Regions from separate parts of the Mus musculus genome. Here regions 2 and 3 are each linked to region 1. Evidence: chromatin contacts called from public Micro-C and promoter capture Hi-C data. All regions are on one chromosome and are shown on one strand. Each heading gives the region's core, a stretch centred on a gene start, on an enhancer-like site or on the middle of the called end of the contact. The rest is flanking DNA. Distances are from core to core; before and after follow the strand shown. Region 1 holds the start of Rab6b (RAB6B, member RAS oncogene family). Region 2 has its middle 40 kb from the start of Gm31434. Region 3 holds the start of 1300017J02Rik (RIKEN cDNA 1300017J02 gene).

Region 1 (4,729 bases), core at 46-2,545:
TCAGAAGCCCAGCTTATGTCTGTAACCCCCTGGTTATGTGACTCCTGGACCGAGGCTCTCAAGGAGGTACTCCTTCCCACAGGTATCAGAGGGGTCGCTGCTCTTCTGTCTGAGCTTCCCACCTTGGACCAACCTGGGTGTCAGATACTTGGGAGGGGAGACTCCTGGGCAGCAAAGAAACCCTTACTCTCCCCCTCCTTAGGCTCTGGCTGGCTGCCACGGTGACCTCCCCTCCCCCAAGAAGGGCGGTGAGCTGGGAGATGGGGGGTGGGAGAATCCACCGGCTCCACTGATGCTCTCTAGAGGGGGCAGGGAAGCCAGGCAGGGCGTGTCGCCTAGGCCTTTCTCTGCCCAGTGCCAAGCTCACAGATATGAGACGCCTCTGTACCATCCCCCAAGTCACCTGCTATGGGAAGAATCTTCACTCTCACGATCCACACCCCTAAGCCCCAAAGAGGCTAACACATTAGTGAAGGACAGTGAGTCTAGAACCTTCTGCCCAGTCGGATGTAAGCCAGAGAAGCTAAGTGCCCAGTTACCCTACCACTTGCACCCACTCTTTTCGAAAAGGGACAGGTGTCGTGTTCCCCATTTCCCAGCAGCAATCTGCTCCAGAGCTGGACGCGTCCTTTCCCTAGATTCCAGGCAGGGTCCGCAGGGAGCCCCTCGGGCGCAACCTTGGGGTGGGGGCAACCAGCTCCCAGCCCCACCTCGTTCTCCCAAGAGAGGCTCCTGTCCCTTCGCCCACACCCTCGCCGGCACCCAGACACCTGCACAGTGCTCCGCAGCCTGTGCCGCAGTGCGAGCTAGTCAGCGAGCCCGCGAGCCCGGCGCCTAGAGCGGGTGAGCCAGCCGCCGCCCTCGGTCCTCCCGGACGCACCTGCACCGGGTACCCGTACCCAGATCTCACACTCACCCTCATCCCTTGACCCCCAGAACCACCTTCTTCCTTTCCCCCTTGGTCCTCCCCAGCCCGGCCCCACCCGAGCCAGCCCCATCTCCCCATCTGCATCCCTCTCCTCTACCGGGGCGTGGAAGGGCCTTGGCGAGCCAGGGCTGGGAGGGTCCCTAGTGGGGTGGCTGAATGGGCGGCGTGGGGAAAAGACTCGGCTCCGAGCCGAGAGAATAAGCCGAGTACTCACCGCTCTGCTCCCCTAGGAAAACCAACTTGAATTTTCGCAGCGGGTTCCCAAAATCTCCCCCTGCGGACATGGTGCTGGCAGCTGGGGCCGGGCGAGGAGGAGGAGGAGGAGGAGGAAGCGGTGAAGGAGCAGGGAGGGGAGAGGAGGAGGGCGAGGGGAGGCGGCGAGCGGTGCGGGAGCCGGAGGGGGAAGGGCTGGCTGCGCGCGCCCCTGACTCCCCAGCTGCGGCCGGGCCCCGGCCTGCGGCTGCGTGTCCGACGGCGGCGACGGCGGAAAGGGAGGAGGCGGGGTGCGCGGCGCAGCCCTGGGTGGCGTTGGCTGCACGGGCGACGGGCGCGCTGTGGACGCCCGAAGCTCGGCGCGGGCAGCGAGGCACGGGCGGAGCGGGGCGCAGGGACCGAGCTGGGCGGAGGAGCGCTCTCCGAGCAGCGCCACGCGCCCCCTCCCGCCCGCCTGCTCCGCCCGCGCCTGCGCTCTGCGCGCTCCCAAGCCTCTGATGTCATGCGGAGCCCGTGGGTTTGCGGGGCTTGGGGGGCGTGCGCCATCCAGCCCCCACCCGGGCAGCCGGCTCCGGAGAGCCACCTCCTCTTGAGCCTAAGAGAGGTGCCCTCTTTGGAGCGTCTTGCTCTGCCCTGCTGCTTCTGTCTCACCCACCCACCTAGGGGGAAAAAAAAAAGACAGGACTTGGTCAAGAGGACATTTGTTTCTGGTCTTTGACACCTAAATGCGGTTCCCTTCTTCCGTCTCAGACCCAGATAGATGGTCAGACAGGGCGGGAACATAGGAAAGGGTCAGTGTGTGGTGTGGTGGTGAGTAGGAAGATGTGCGGATACCTGGCTCAGACCTGGGGTATGGCTCCTCGGTGGCCCCTGCTGGCCTCTAGCTTACCTCCTATCTAGCTAGGCTCAGACTCTTCATGCGGAGGGGATCTGTGGTTGTCCCCAGAGGAGCTGGCCAGTGAGAGAGAAGACACCCTTACAGGATATGCCTACTAGGGTTTGAAACCTAACCTGCCTGGTAGAAGACAGCTCCACTAACCCAAAGACAATGCCCTGCCTCTTTTGATCCTGAGACCGTCAGCCCAACCACACTCCTGCGCCCTGCTAGTTAGGTTTATTCGGGTAATGAGCTACAAGAGTATAAGAGAGCGACCTCTAAGTTTGCAGGGCACACACAGTAGCGTGAGAGCAAGGAGTAGACGCCAGACTAAGGTTAAACGCAGTCCCCAAGCAGTACACTCTAAGGCATCGGGTTAATTGAGGCTTTACAAAGCCCCTCCCCTCTTCCTCTCCAGCCACTTGCTGGTCTTGACCTTCTCTGGCCATTCAGGGAATGTTTGTTTGGGACTGTTTGGAATGTGTAGTGTATGTTACACAAAGCAAGCCAGGAGTGAAATGCACACACACACACACACACACACACACACCCGTGCCTACGGATTTCCCAGGGGACACTTATGAATTTACCCCGAATGTACCCACTAGAGTCTCCCACCGCACATTGAGCCCTCACAGGAAACTCCATGGAAGCAGCTGAGGTTCCACTTCACCTAGAGTTTAGGAAACAGTTGCTGAATGCTCGAATTAACCTCTAAAACTACTCTCAAATCAGAGTAACTGTTCTATTCTTGTGGTCTTCTTCGGTTTGAAGTCCCTGGAGTCGGAGGTCATCCCTCTGAGCATATAAGCATGCCAGATTGGGCACCAGACTAAGATAACTCAGACTCCACCCTACTTTTGCCCCGAGTGTGTTGCTGTCTCGGGATCCAGCATGGGCTGAGGAAAGTTTTGGCAGGTGTGTCCGACCCACTGTCCACAGGCCATATGCCTTGCAGGATAGCTTTGAATTCAGCACAACACAATATTGTAATCTTATGTAGAACATTATGAGATACTGGATGGGTTTCTACATTTTTTGGGGCAAGTTTTTGTTTATTGTTGTTGATCCCATTGCCTGGTTTTACATTGTGAAGTTTGTAGATTGCAATGTTGTGTCTCCGTAGCTAGAAGTTGGACACTCCAGCAGTGAAAGAACTACTCCTAAGCCACACCCCTCCCTGCCTGTGGAGGTCAAGGCATTCAGGGGGTTGGGGGGTGTCACACCTTCCACCCAGCATTTCCTCATCTGTACTGGTTCAGTCGGCTGGGTTGGCTCCTGCAGTCTGGGCAGAGCTACACAGCATGGTCTTCATGCTGTATGTGAATCCTAACCTTAGAATGCTTCTGCTCTCTTCCAAGTCTCTCCCTTACCCTTGCCATTCCTTTGTCTCTTAGGGGAAGGGATCATCTTTATTCTGTCCTGGGATATCAGGCATTTCCCATGTGATAGATAAAAAGAGCCACTATAAGCCTCTTTTTGGTAGTCTCACTAGAAAGAGTTTCTTCTGCATGGCATCTTTCTGCCCTTCCTGATGAGTGTGTTCTCTGGATGAGGAACATGGAAAGACATCATATCGCAGTGAACACACACCTGTCTTCTAATTCTTCTTTTATCCCCTCCCCCTTTTCCTCCTTCCCCAAGGCAGAAAACCCAAACTCTCAACACTTTCATTTCTCTTGAGTCTTTTGAATTCATATTTCAAACCCTGTCTTCTGACTTGCTCTTCCCTTCTCGCTGTACTCCCAAGATTCCTGTTGATGCATAGAGCAGAGCCTTTGGTTCCCGTGTCTGCTTAGCATTCCATCGTCTGCCCCAATTTTGAAACCATTTTCAGTAAAAATGTGTCCAGTTTTTAAAGCCTGAAATAGTTTTAGACTACATAGAGGTTTCAAAAAATAGTACAGGAAGTTTCTGTGTCTCTTCATCCAACAGCCCCCACGATAACATCTTACATAACCACGGTACCTTAGCAGAGCCAGGAAATTAACCATGGAAAGAGCACCCAGCCTTCTTTCTGCTTTGCAAATGGTGCAGATAGGACTGTTCTCTACCTGTCTCCTGGTGCACCTGCGGAAAGGTTCCAAAGCTCTGCAGAGAGGAAATACATCAAGGGCTAAAACCTGATGTATGTTGTTATCTTTACACCAAAGATCGCTGTCGGAACATATAGCTACCCCACCACCCATGTTTCTTCATGTTCTTCAAGAAGGGCTTGGCTATTTGCCCTTGGCTATTTCTTAATCGCGTTCTCACGCCCGGCCAGGAAGAACACAACAGACCAGAATCTTCTGCGGCAAAACTTTATTGCTTACATCTTCAGGAGCTAGGAGCGCAAACCCTCCGCCCCAAAAGCGAAAGCCCCTTCTATTTACATCTTTAGGAGCCAGCGCAGAGCGCACTCTATTGTTTACATCTTTAGGCAGCGAGCGAGCGCAGGGCGCGCAGAGCCAGAGAGATGCCAGCGAGAGAGAGAGAGAGAGAGAGAGAGAGAGAGAGAGAGAGAGAGAGAGAGAGAGAGAGAGAATGGCGGAAAACCCCGTCCCCTTTAAGGAGGAGTTATTCTTCGCTTAGGACGCATCACTCCCTGATTGGCTGCAGCCCATGGCCGAGCTGACGTTCACGGGAAAGGCAGAGTACAAGTAGTCGTAAAATACCCTTGGCACATGCGCAGATTATTTGTTTACCACTTAGAACACAGGATGTCAGCG
Region 2 (4,811 bases), core at 2,042-4,541, 150 kb after region 1:
TGACGTCAACACTTTTTTACATTGATTGATTTGACTGTGTCGGCGTGTGTATTGTAGTGCACAGGTGGAGGTCAAGGGACAATTTCCAGGTGTCAGACCATGTGGGTTTCAGGGATCAAACCCAGGTTGTCAAGCTTGGCAGTGAGCACCCTTATTTTACCCATCGTGTGGGCCCACGGATGCCATTTAAAACTCAAAGCCAGAGATTATGAAAAACTTTGCAATGAATATCTCACAAAACCAAAAATATAAAAAAATATATAAAAAAATAAAAAAGGACATGTTTGCTAGAATAAAGACTAATCTCACTGTCAACGACTTCTTACAGAGAATTTACCATGGGTCTGATGAAACCTCCAAATCTAACTACTGTTGTCAGGAAGAGAGACCAGAGGAATACATGAAAGGCACCAGGACGGTACAATCAACAATGTCAAGATATGAAAGATTCTGCAGGGCATATGATTTTTTAAAAAAACAAATATATTACAAGAAAAATGGTTGTCTCAAGGAAGCTTAAGAGGCGTGTTAACCAAGCACAATCGATGTCCAAACTTTGTTTCAACAAATCATCTATGAAAACCCATTAGTAGTGTTGGCATCAGAAGAAAACTTTCAAATACAATGATGTCACCCATAGACAACAGGGACTTGCATCTGTTGCCATGGCAACCGTCTTCCATTCACCTGCCTGTCCTCACCTGTGCACAATTGTGTGAGCAGTTTCATCGCAGCCCAAATAAAAGGCAGAGCCCCCTGACTTTCTCTCTCTCTCTTTCTTCTTCGCTGCCCACCTTCGTCCTCTTCCCCCTCCAATAAACCTTTTCCCTGTGGAACTGTGCTGGCCTGGTGTGATCTGTCCGGACAAGCCGCCATTCTAACACAAGTAGGACCTGGATAAATGTGACTCAATGGATAAGAACATCTGGTGTCCAAGTGTGAGAACCTGAGTTTAGAACCTGGAACCCAGAGGAAAACACCGGTGTGGACACCTATTAACCAGTAACCAGCTTGGTAGAGGACAGGCACAGGAAGATCTTACGGACACGGAGGCTCATTGACTCTCAGTGGAGTTCTGAGTTCAGTGAGAGAACTTATCTCAAGGGGGTGTGGCTGAGAGGAATAGCGCAGAACTATTGATGCTCTTCTCTTGCTCTTGGGGTACACACAGCTGCACAGCCACACGTGCCCGTAAGGAGGCAGCAGGGGGAGTTTAATCACTGGGGGGAACCTGATGACACTCAGGAGCCACAGTTAACTCTCTAGGCTGCTGCATTAGCTTGCACGTCTGGTTTTGAAGAGAAAGCCCTATTTCTTAGAGCACTAAGTATTCACAGATGAAAGCCCTCAAGTCTAGAGCTGGCCTTCCGGTAATCCAATGACCAGAGGCGAGGGAGAGAGCTGGAGATGAACAAGGCTGGGCAGATGGTTATTATTAAAGCTGCTCATGGCACACTGCAGACGGATTTCACCATTCATGTTAGACTTTTTACATGGTAGAAAGTGGTGGTTTTAGGCAAAATAATTATTCCTTCTCAGATTAAAAAAAAAAAAACCTTGAAGAAAAATTTTTAAATGGCAATAATGTGTTGAGCAGAATTAAAGCTCTCGTCTGTCTGAGAAGGGAAGTCCACTCTGCAAAGGCTGAGGCCACCTCTTTCCTTAAACCACACTTGGGAACACTTTGCCCTGCGTCTATACCTAAGCCGACGGCCTGTTTTAAATTTACTTTCTGGAAATTATTAGTATAAAGAGAGGGTAAAACTACCATTACTGTCAACCCAGCAGAAGACATCAGATGTTTTAAATGTCAATGAGCTGCACGCCAGAACCCTTCTGATGGAGGGGGTGTCAGGGACAGCCTCCTCATCCTTGCGCCCGCCTCTGGTCCTCCCTTCTTGACCTCCATAGCACCCTCCCCGTAGCCATAAGCATGTGACGCGGTGCAGAATGGGGACGGTGTCTGTTGATGCTCTAAAACTGCTCATGAAGAACAGTCCCAGGCTTCCTGCACCAAAGGGCTGGGGCTCTTCTCATTGGTCCCAGTCTTCCTGCACCAAAGGGCTGGGGCTCTTCTCATTGGTCCCAGTCTTCCTGCACCAAAGGGCTGGGGCTCTTCTCATTGGTCCCAGTCTTCCTGCACCAAAGGGCTGGGGCTCTTCTCATTGGTCCCAGTCTTCCTGCACCAAAGGGCTGGGGCTCTTCTCATTGGTCCTCCCTTCCCGCCTCGAATTCCTTCCTTGGGATCTCCAGGTTATAAGCTTTTGGCACACCTATCTGGGAAGGCAAGGGGACAGATCCTGTAAACTTCCGACCTGATGAGGAGGGTAGCTGGGTTGGAATTTACCACCAGGCTCTTGCAATCCTTGGCTGGCTATGGCTGTGGCTGGGAGAGTGAGGAGCTACACGTGGAACGGAGGGGGCAGAGAGGAAAGTCGCCCATCACAGGAGGCCTGGCCCGTGTGACCTCCAAATTATCTTGGCCTTTGCAAGGTGACAGGAGGAGTCTAGAAGCTGACATGTGTATGGTCAGCCGGCACTCAGACATGGTGTGCGCCAGGGGCAGCTCGGAGAGGGACTCAGCCCCTCCCAGCTCACTCATTTAGAGAACAAGGGTGAGATGACACACCCCTGCAGTCTTAGCTACTCCAAAGGCTGAGTCTAGAGAATCATTTGAGCTCAGGAGTTCAACACAGGCCTGGGCTAGGGCCTCTCCCATTTCAAAACAAAAAAATTATCAGACCCTGAAAACCCTGGCTGAGTATCTGAGACACAGACCTACAAGCCATACTTGAAGGACCTCTAACTGAGCACAATCTTAATGAAGCCCCATCTACCGCTCAGGCCTGAGAGAGGGTTCTTGGACTCTAGGCTCTAGAAGGCTGACCCTAGGAGCCCCATGGCTTACAGGAAGTCCCTGTCAGAGTTTCAAAGTTTCTAGCTCTTCCTGGTAACAGGGTTGTAAATTCTTCCTCAGGATCCACACTCATACCCAGGAAATTGGGCAGGCTGCACAAGCAAGTTGTTAGAGCCAGAGGAGACTCCAACTCCCCGAACTCCCAAAAGGCGGTCCAAATAGCCAGAAATGGGCTCAGCCTGGACCACAGGAGAATTTCCCGTGACTAGATAAAAGCCAGTATTTCTCAGGGACCGGTGAACCTAGTTTCCCTCTACCAAAAGGAGCCATTTCCCTTACCAGTGGCAGAAGGGACCAACGGCTACCTGTGGTGCCTATTAGCATACCAAAGCACAAGCTGGCCTCCAGGTCTGCTCCTTGTTGCTAGTATCTGTCACCCCTTTCAAAGGTAACGCTGGCTTCCCGGTCTTTTCACTTCCTCCAGCTCCTGGGCTTCCCTTCCCCCACAGCTACTCATTCTCAACTTAACCTGGCAGTTTGTCCCCCCACCCCCACCCCCACTATGTTCTCTCCCTCCTACCCCTACCCTCTCTCCCTCCCTCCTCCCCCCTCTTCCTCTCTCCCTTCTCTGTCCCTCCCCCCTCCTCTTTCTCCTCTCCCTCCCTCTCCTCTCTGTGCTGTCCCCTACTCCTTTCATCATGTCTTCTCTATTCTCTCTCCCCTGCTATTTTCTGCTCTGGACTCTTACAGATGACTATAGCTATTCTACTCTCCCACTCCTTCTCTCTGTTGTGTCTTTTAAAACTAAAGAGAGACGGAATGTGTTTGGTGGAGGTGAGGTAAGGTGTGGGGGAAGGGGTGCCTCTGTGGGCCCCTGCTGAGGCATCCCTTCCCCCTGAGGGACCAGCCACACACATGACAGTATAGTATAGAATAGAGTTTATTCAGGGCATAGGGAGGGGAGTTGAGAGAAGAGGCCAGTCATGAGCATGTGGAGAGAGAGGGGGGAGAAATGGGGAGAGAGGGGGAGGAAGGTTAGGGGACAAGGGCAGAAGAGCAAGAGAGAGAGGTGAGGGAGAGCAGCCTCTTTTATAGTGAGTCAGGCACACCTGGCTGTTGCCAGGTAACTGTGGGGAGTAGCCTAGACTAAATACTCTCTCTCTCTCTCTCTCTCTCTCTCTCTCTCTCTCTCTCTTCTCTCTCTCTCTCTCTCTCTCTTCTGCAATAAAAGCCTACCTGGAGTGGTCATGCTGTCAGTTTATACAGAGGTCCATCCGGGTAAGAAGAAAGGAAATGAGCCTTCTGGGTGCCTACCTGTGACCTTCCAGTCTGCCACTAGAGAGGAGAAGCCCTCCAATAAGAACCCCATCCCCAGATGAAGGTCTCTGCGTGTAAGGGGTGGCAGAGCACCGCCTCCAGAGGCCTAGTGTCCCCTTTCCCTGACTCTCAACTGATCCCTTGCTACTGTGGCAGCCCAGTCACGATGGACAGGGTGCCAGGGACACCAAGTCCCTAGGAAAATCTCCTGTGGGTCCACCCACCCTGGGTGTATCTCGCCCAGAGGCACTCAGATCCCAAAGAGGAGTCCCAGTGTTTCTCTGACCTTCTAGACTCACAGACTCTTTATGGTGGAGTGGGGATATAGCCTCGGGTTTGGATCCATAAACCTGGAAGTCAAAAAAGCAAGAGCACTTCTATCCAAATGGCACACTGTGTCACCTGCAAATGCACACACTGTGTCTCCTGCTGGCCTCCCCATCAACTCTGCATCCTGCACATAGCAGTCAGGCCACTCCGATGCCTGTCATTTCTAAGTGTGTTACCTGTTATCTCTTAGTTCCTGGACCCAACTGCAGTATCAGGCCTGCCTGGGAAGCTGGGATGGCAGAGGTTGAATCAATAGGAGCCAGAAAGGCTTGCCTTGGGAGCCTTCCTGGAAGTGCCCCACTCTATT
Region 3 (4,506 bases), core at 125-2,624, 180 kb before region 1:
CAAAAATTGTGCCGTTTTCCTGATTGTGTCTTCTATTTCTTTCTTTAAGTTTTGTTTTTGCTTTTTGTATATACAAAGGAGTGTGAGCCCCCACAGAAGCCAGATGACCTGTAGCTGGAGTCCAGGGGTGTCAGGTCCCCCTGTCGCTGGAGTTACAGGTAGTTAGTTGTGAGCCGTCCAACATGGGTGCCAGAATTGAACTCTGGTCCTCTGGAAGAGCAGCACTTGCTCTTAACCGCTGAGCCATCTCTCCAGCCCTACATGCTTGGTTTTCGAGACAAGGTCTCTAGCCTAGGGAAGTCTCCAATAGGGCACGTAGTTGAAACCTCGAACTCCTAATCCCACTGTCCCCACTTCCCAAATGCTGGGGTTTCAGGCCTGTACTTCCATACCAGGCCCTGCTTTTTTTTATTTAGTTTTAGATCCTAGTAATGTATATAAAATGAAATGAAATTTCTGTTCCTAGCGGCACTGTCTGTAAGGATGGAATCGGTACTACAATTGTCAATCAGGGTGAGAGATGAAATATTCTTCATTCACATGATATGAAACAATAGGCCACACTGATAGCTGGTGGGCAACCACACACCTCTGCATAGATAAATCATACCAATTTAAACTTGGGTGAGAGAAGCCAGGCTCTGCGCTGTAAGTTTTCATCTCTGTGGAGTCCTGAAGTTAGCAGACTTCCGTTTCTGTTCCATGTAGGGGCCACCTATGTGGGAGAAGCTCTGCAGGGATTCGGCCTCCTGGATGTGGACTGGCTCTACCGGAGTCCTCTTAGTGATAATTATTACACTGTGCTAGCAGGGTTTGTTGTACACCTACTACTATATTTTAATTAGAAGTTCTTCGAGTTTTATTTAAAATTACCAGACTTTTTCTAGGCAGAGGTCGCACAGCCTTTCGGACAGGGCTGCAGCCGGGTGAGCGAGAAACTCTGCATGTCAGATCTGTGCCTGAGCCAGGCCTTACACAGCTGGGACAAGCAACACTGGTGCGTGTGGTGTGGAGTGGGGGTGGGGGTGGGGGTGGGGAGATAGAGGAGAAACTATGGGCTGTGTCACAGAAGAGATAGCTCCACTGGGGTCGCAGGACAGCGGGAGGACCTCAGCTTAGTCAACTTAGAGTCCTTAGTGAGAAGTGAGAATTTCCAAAAGAAAATTGTGTTAAGGTCTTATGCATGTGCGCGCCGGCTTTCCCGGAGAAGCACCGTTTCCACCCAGGGACCGAACCGGGGACAGAGAGAGAAAAAATAGTGTCCCTAGCCGCCTGAGTATCTGCTTGGCCAGATAAGGAAGGCATGGAGGGTGTGGCAGTGGCGACCAGCCCGGACTGGGGCTGAAGAACCTTTCCCAGTAGGCAGATTCATCAGTCAACACTGCCTTCTGGGTAAAGTGCACCTAGGCTGGGGGAGAGCAAGCAGAACGCAGTTCCACAGTTGAAAATGAGGCTGCTCATCTGCGCCCTTCTATGCTTGGGGACCCTAGGTGAGTGTGCTGAGAGCCAGGCAGGGGGCCGGCCCTCTGGGGAGGGGACCAGGTGTCATTTGCTGACCATACACTTCAGGGATCAAATGTGGTTGGATAGACTATGAGCCTAGAGAAGAGTAATCACTTTGGACTGGAATTCACCTGCCACGCAGTCCCCCGGCTGTCCTTTGCCCTCACTGAGGCGGTCATAGTGGATTGTCGCTGACTCTTTTGCTTGCTTTTGGGACCCTTTTCCTGCCACATCCTCCTTAATACCAGGGAGGTGCCTAGTCTTTTTGTAACTTGTTATGTCGCGTTTGGTTGATATCCCTGGGAGGCCTGCCCTTTTCTGAAGGAAAATGGAGACGTAGTTGGTGACAGGGGATGTGAAGAGGGACTCAGAGGAAGGAGGGGAAATTGCAGCAATATATGAGAGATAGGAGAGGAAAATAAAAAAAACAAAACAAAACAAATAAACAAACAAAAAAACCCCACAACTTGTTTCACTGCTTTGGTAGGTAAAGGGGCTGATGTTGTGATTGACGACATATGACCTCCAGGACCAAATGGTAGAAGAGGAAATCCACTCTTGAAATCTGTCCTCTGTAGTAATAATAAGTATAGCACATAAAATAAAAATTTAAAAAAACCAAAAAAAAAAAAAAAAAAGAAAAGAAATCTGTCCTCTGACCCCCATGTGGCTTCCACACAATGTTAACTTTTTTTTAAAAAAAGTTATGTTTACCCAACAAACACACAGTTGCTGGAGAAATGAGCTAACACAGCCAGAGGCAGGCAGAGTTCTACGCTCACAAATACAAGAAGCCCTTTCGTGGGTAGGGAGAACAGGCTCCAGGGAAGAACTCATGCACTGTGAAGAGCTCTTCCTGTCTCAACCACGGTTGGATCCTCCTCCCTTTAGCTTTGTCTGATCTGAGACCGTGGTAAATAATACCTAGGGTGGCCAGAGCCCGGCAATGGTGCACAGTATATGTCTGCCTCTTCTGCCCAGCAGTGCCATCTGTAGCCACCCAGAGGGTCATTCGCTCTCAGAATGCAGCTGCCTGATCTCTTTCAGAATTCCCCTGAACTGAGCCAGTGTTCTGCTAAATAGCGTTCCGCCACCATTGCCAGCAATGTCAGACACAGACCAGAAGTTCATTTTCCCAACAGGCTTCATGTTTACATGTCAGAGACTAAAGGCCCCTCCGGGCTTCGTTTCTTCACGACCTTTCTCCGGGCTACCAGACCAGGCCGGAGTCTGGAACCTTCATTCCTCAAAACTCAGTGTTCCAGTCCAATAAGAATACTTGTGGTGTCAAATGACAAAAAACAAAACAAAACCCCAAACCACCACTACCAACAACAACAAAAAACCCCAGCCAAAGCAGCTTAAATAGGAAACACGTAACTGAGGGTTACATATCCTAAAAACTTGCAAAAGTCAAGAGCCAAGCCAACGGTTTCTTCTGGGGTCCAGGAACTTTCTCCATTCAGTGAGTGACTGGAGGCCACCAGCAGCCTTTCTCTTCCTCCTGAAAAGGTCAGAGCGTGCTCAGACCTCTTCCTGTGTCTGTCAGGAGGCTAGTGGGGGCATGCTATTGATGACCTTGTTGATGTTATCAGACTCCACCCACCCTTAGCTTGTCTGTACACGTCCTCTTTTTAAAATATTTCTATTTGCCAAGCCAGGACAGTGGTGACAGAGCTGTGATGCTCAGGCAGGGAATGAATTCACCAAAGACAGAAGGAAGCAGTAGTAGAGAATTAGCTACACTGTGGCACAACCAGTAGGCAGTAGAAACAGTTTAAACAGAAACTTTGTAAGAACTGGGGAGGGGTGCATGTGTGCTTGCTTGAGTGTGTGTGTGTGTGTGTGTGTGTGTGTGTGTGTGTGTGTGTGTGTGTGTGTATGTGTCTGTGTGTGTGTATGTGTGTGTTTCTATGTAGGCAGTCCTCCATGTGTACTTGCTTGAGTGTGTGTGTGTGTGTGTCTGTGTGTCTGTGTATTGTGTGTGTTTCTATGTAGGCAGTCCTCCATGTGTACTTGCTTGAGTGTGTGTGTGTCTGTGTGTGTCTGTGTGTCTGTGTATTGTGTGTGTTTCTATGTAGGCAGTCCTCCATGTGTACTTGCTTGAGTGTGTGTGTGTGTCTGTGTGTGTGTCTGTGTGTGTCTGTGTGTCTGTGTATGTGTGTGTTTCTATGTAGGCAGTCCTCCAGCAATGGCGGCAGTTGAGGCTTATGGTTATCAACAGGTTGACCTTGAGGTTAGGATGATCTTGCTGTGACTTAGAAATGGCTCAGTAAAACCTACCAGTCCTAACGTGACATCCATCTATCATTTTTAGCTAGGGCGTGTTATGATGAAGTCTTTGTCATAGAGCAGTAGTCCCGTTCACAGGCAGTAGTGACTTGCTCTGAGCCCAGCCTGCTTTGAGGCCAAAGCCGCTTTGTTCTGAGACTTGAAGTGGCTCAGCAGTGTTCCCCCAGAATATTGACACATTGTTTGCATACGATAAACTACACTCATTTAAAGGATATATACAGTTCGGCTAACGTGACCCCCCTCCATAATCGAGATAAAGAACATTTTTAACTTTTTCAAATTGCCCCTCCTCCTTTCTCGGCCACCCCCACCTCACCCCTGCAAACACCCTGCCTCCTAGGCTCACACATCTGGAGTGTAAGCACACATCCCTGTAGGTTTGGCTTCTCTGTGTTTTCCATTTATGTCTTTATTGTGTGCTCTGTCTGTGTGTATGTGCTCTGCAGGAGAAGACTTTTGGAGTTGGTTTTCTCCTTACATCTTATGGGGTCTGGGGTCAAACTCAGGTCATCAGGTTGGGCAACAAGCACCCTTACCCTCTGCCATCTCCACGACCTGGACTACTGACTTCTCCTTCTTTTTTTTCCCTCTTCCTCTTCCCCTTCTTCTTTTCCTCTTCTTCTTCCATCTCCTTCTCCTCCTCTTCCTTTCTCTCCTCCTTCTCACCACGCCACCCCCGCATTAGATTGTAATTATTAAGCAAGAAGT

The links. Hi-C and Micro-C count contacts between places; a contact is called where the count stands out from the background. Capture Hi-C pulls out chosen DNA fragments and counts their contacts.
Region 2: a contact with region 1 is called in a Micro-C map of embryonic stem cells, with 1.9 times the contacts expected there. The contact joins the enhancer-like site here to the promoter of Rab6b in region 1. A contact is called at or near these places in 5 of 39 promoter capture datasets (the 3T3-L1 cell line, 3T3-L1-derived adipocytes, embryonic stem cells and 2 more), 1 of 484 Hi-C or Micro-C datasets (embryonic stem cells), 1 of 115 datasets of contacts at active chromatin or transcription factors (embryonic stem cells) and 1 of 9 other capture datasets (embryonic stem cells).
Region 3: a contact with region 1 is called in a promoter capture Hi-C map of pancreatic islet. The contact joins the promoter of 1300017J02Rik here to the promoter of Rab6b in region 1. A contact is called at or near these places in 7 of 39 promoter capture datasets (the C10 cell line, cranial neural crest, embryonic stem cells and 4 more), 8 of 484 Hi-C or Micro-C datasets (cerebellar granule neurons, embryonic fibroblasts, embryonic stem cells and 2 more), 9 of 115 datasets of contacts at active chromatin or transcription factors (the 230-238 cell line, bone marrow-derived macrophages, embryonic basal ganglia and 6 more) and 3 of 9 other capture datasets (adipose tissue, liver and pancreatic islet).

What each region holds. Positions count from the first base shown.
Region 1 is chr9:103,108,640-103,113,368 of GRCm38.p6, reverse strand. It overlaps Rab6b (RAB6B, member RAS oncogene family), which reads right to left and starts at 1,295. Exons shown (of 8, transcript NM_173781.4): 1 at 1,143-1,295. The coding sequence starts at 1,212. It overlaps Gm46128 (a long non-coding RNA gene), which reads left to right and starts at 102. Exons shown (of 2, transcript XR_001779270.2): 1 at 102-843.
Region 2 is chr9:102,960,036-102,964,846 of GRCm38.p6, reverse strand. No RefSeq gene overlaps it. Among named protein-coding and RNA genes, the nearest start is that of Gm31434, 40 kb to the left of the region's middle. Within about 2 kb of position 3,291, at least 28 of the 459 cell types and tissues checked have an H3K27ac peak or open chromatin away from gene starts, as enhancers often do. A contact at or near this core is called in embryonic stem cells and stem cell-derived epiblast-like cells, where this site is marked.
Region 3 is chr9:103,285,165-103,289,670 of GRCm38.p6, reverse strand. 1300017J02Rik (RIKEN cDNA 1300017J02 gene) reads left to right here and starts at 1,374. Exons shown (of 17, transcript NM_027918.2): 1 at 1,374-1,490. The coding sequence starts at 1,448.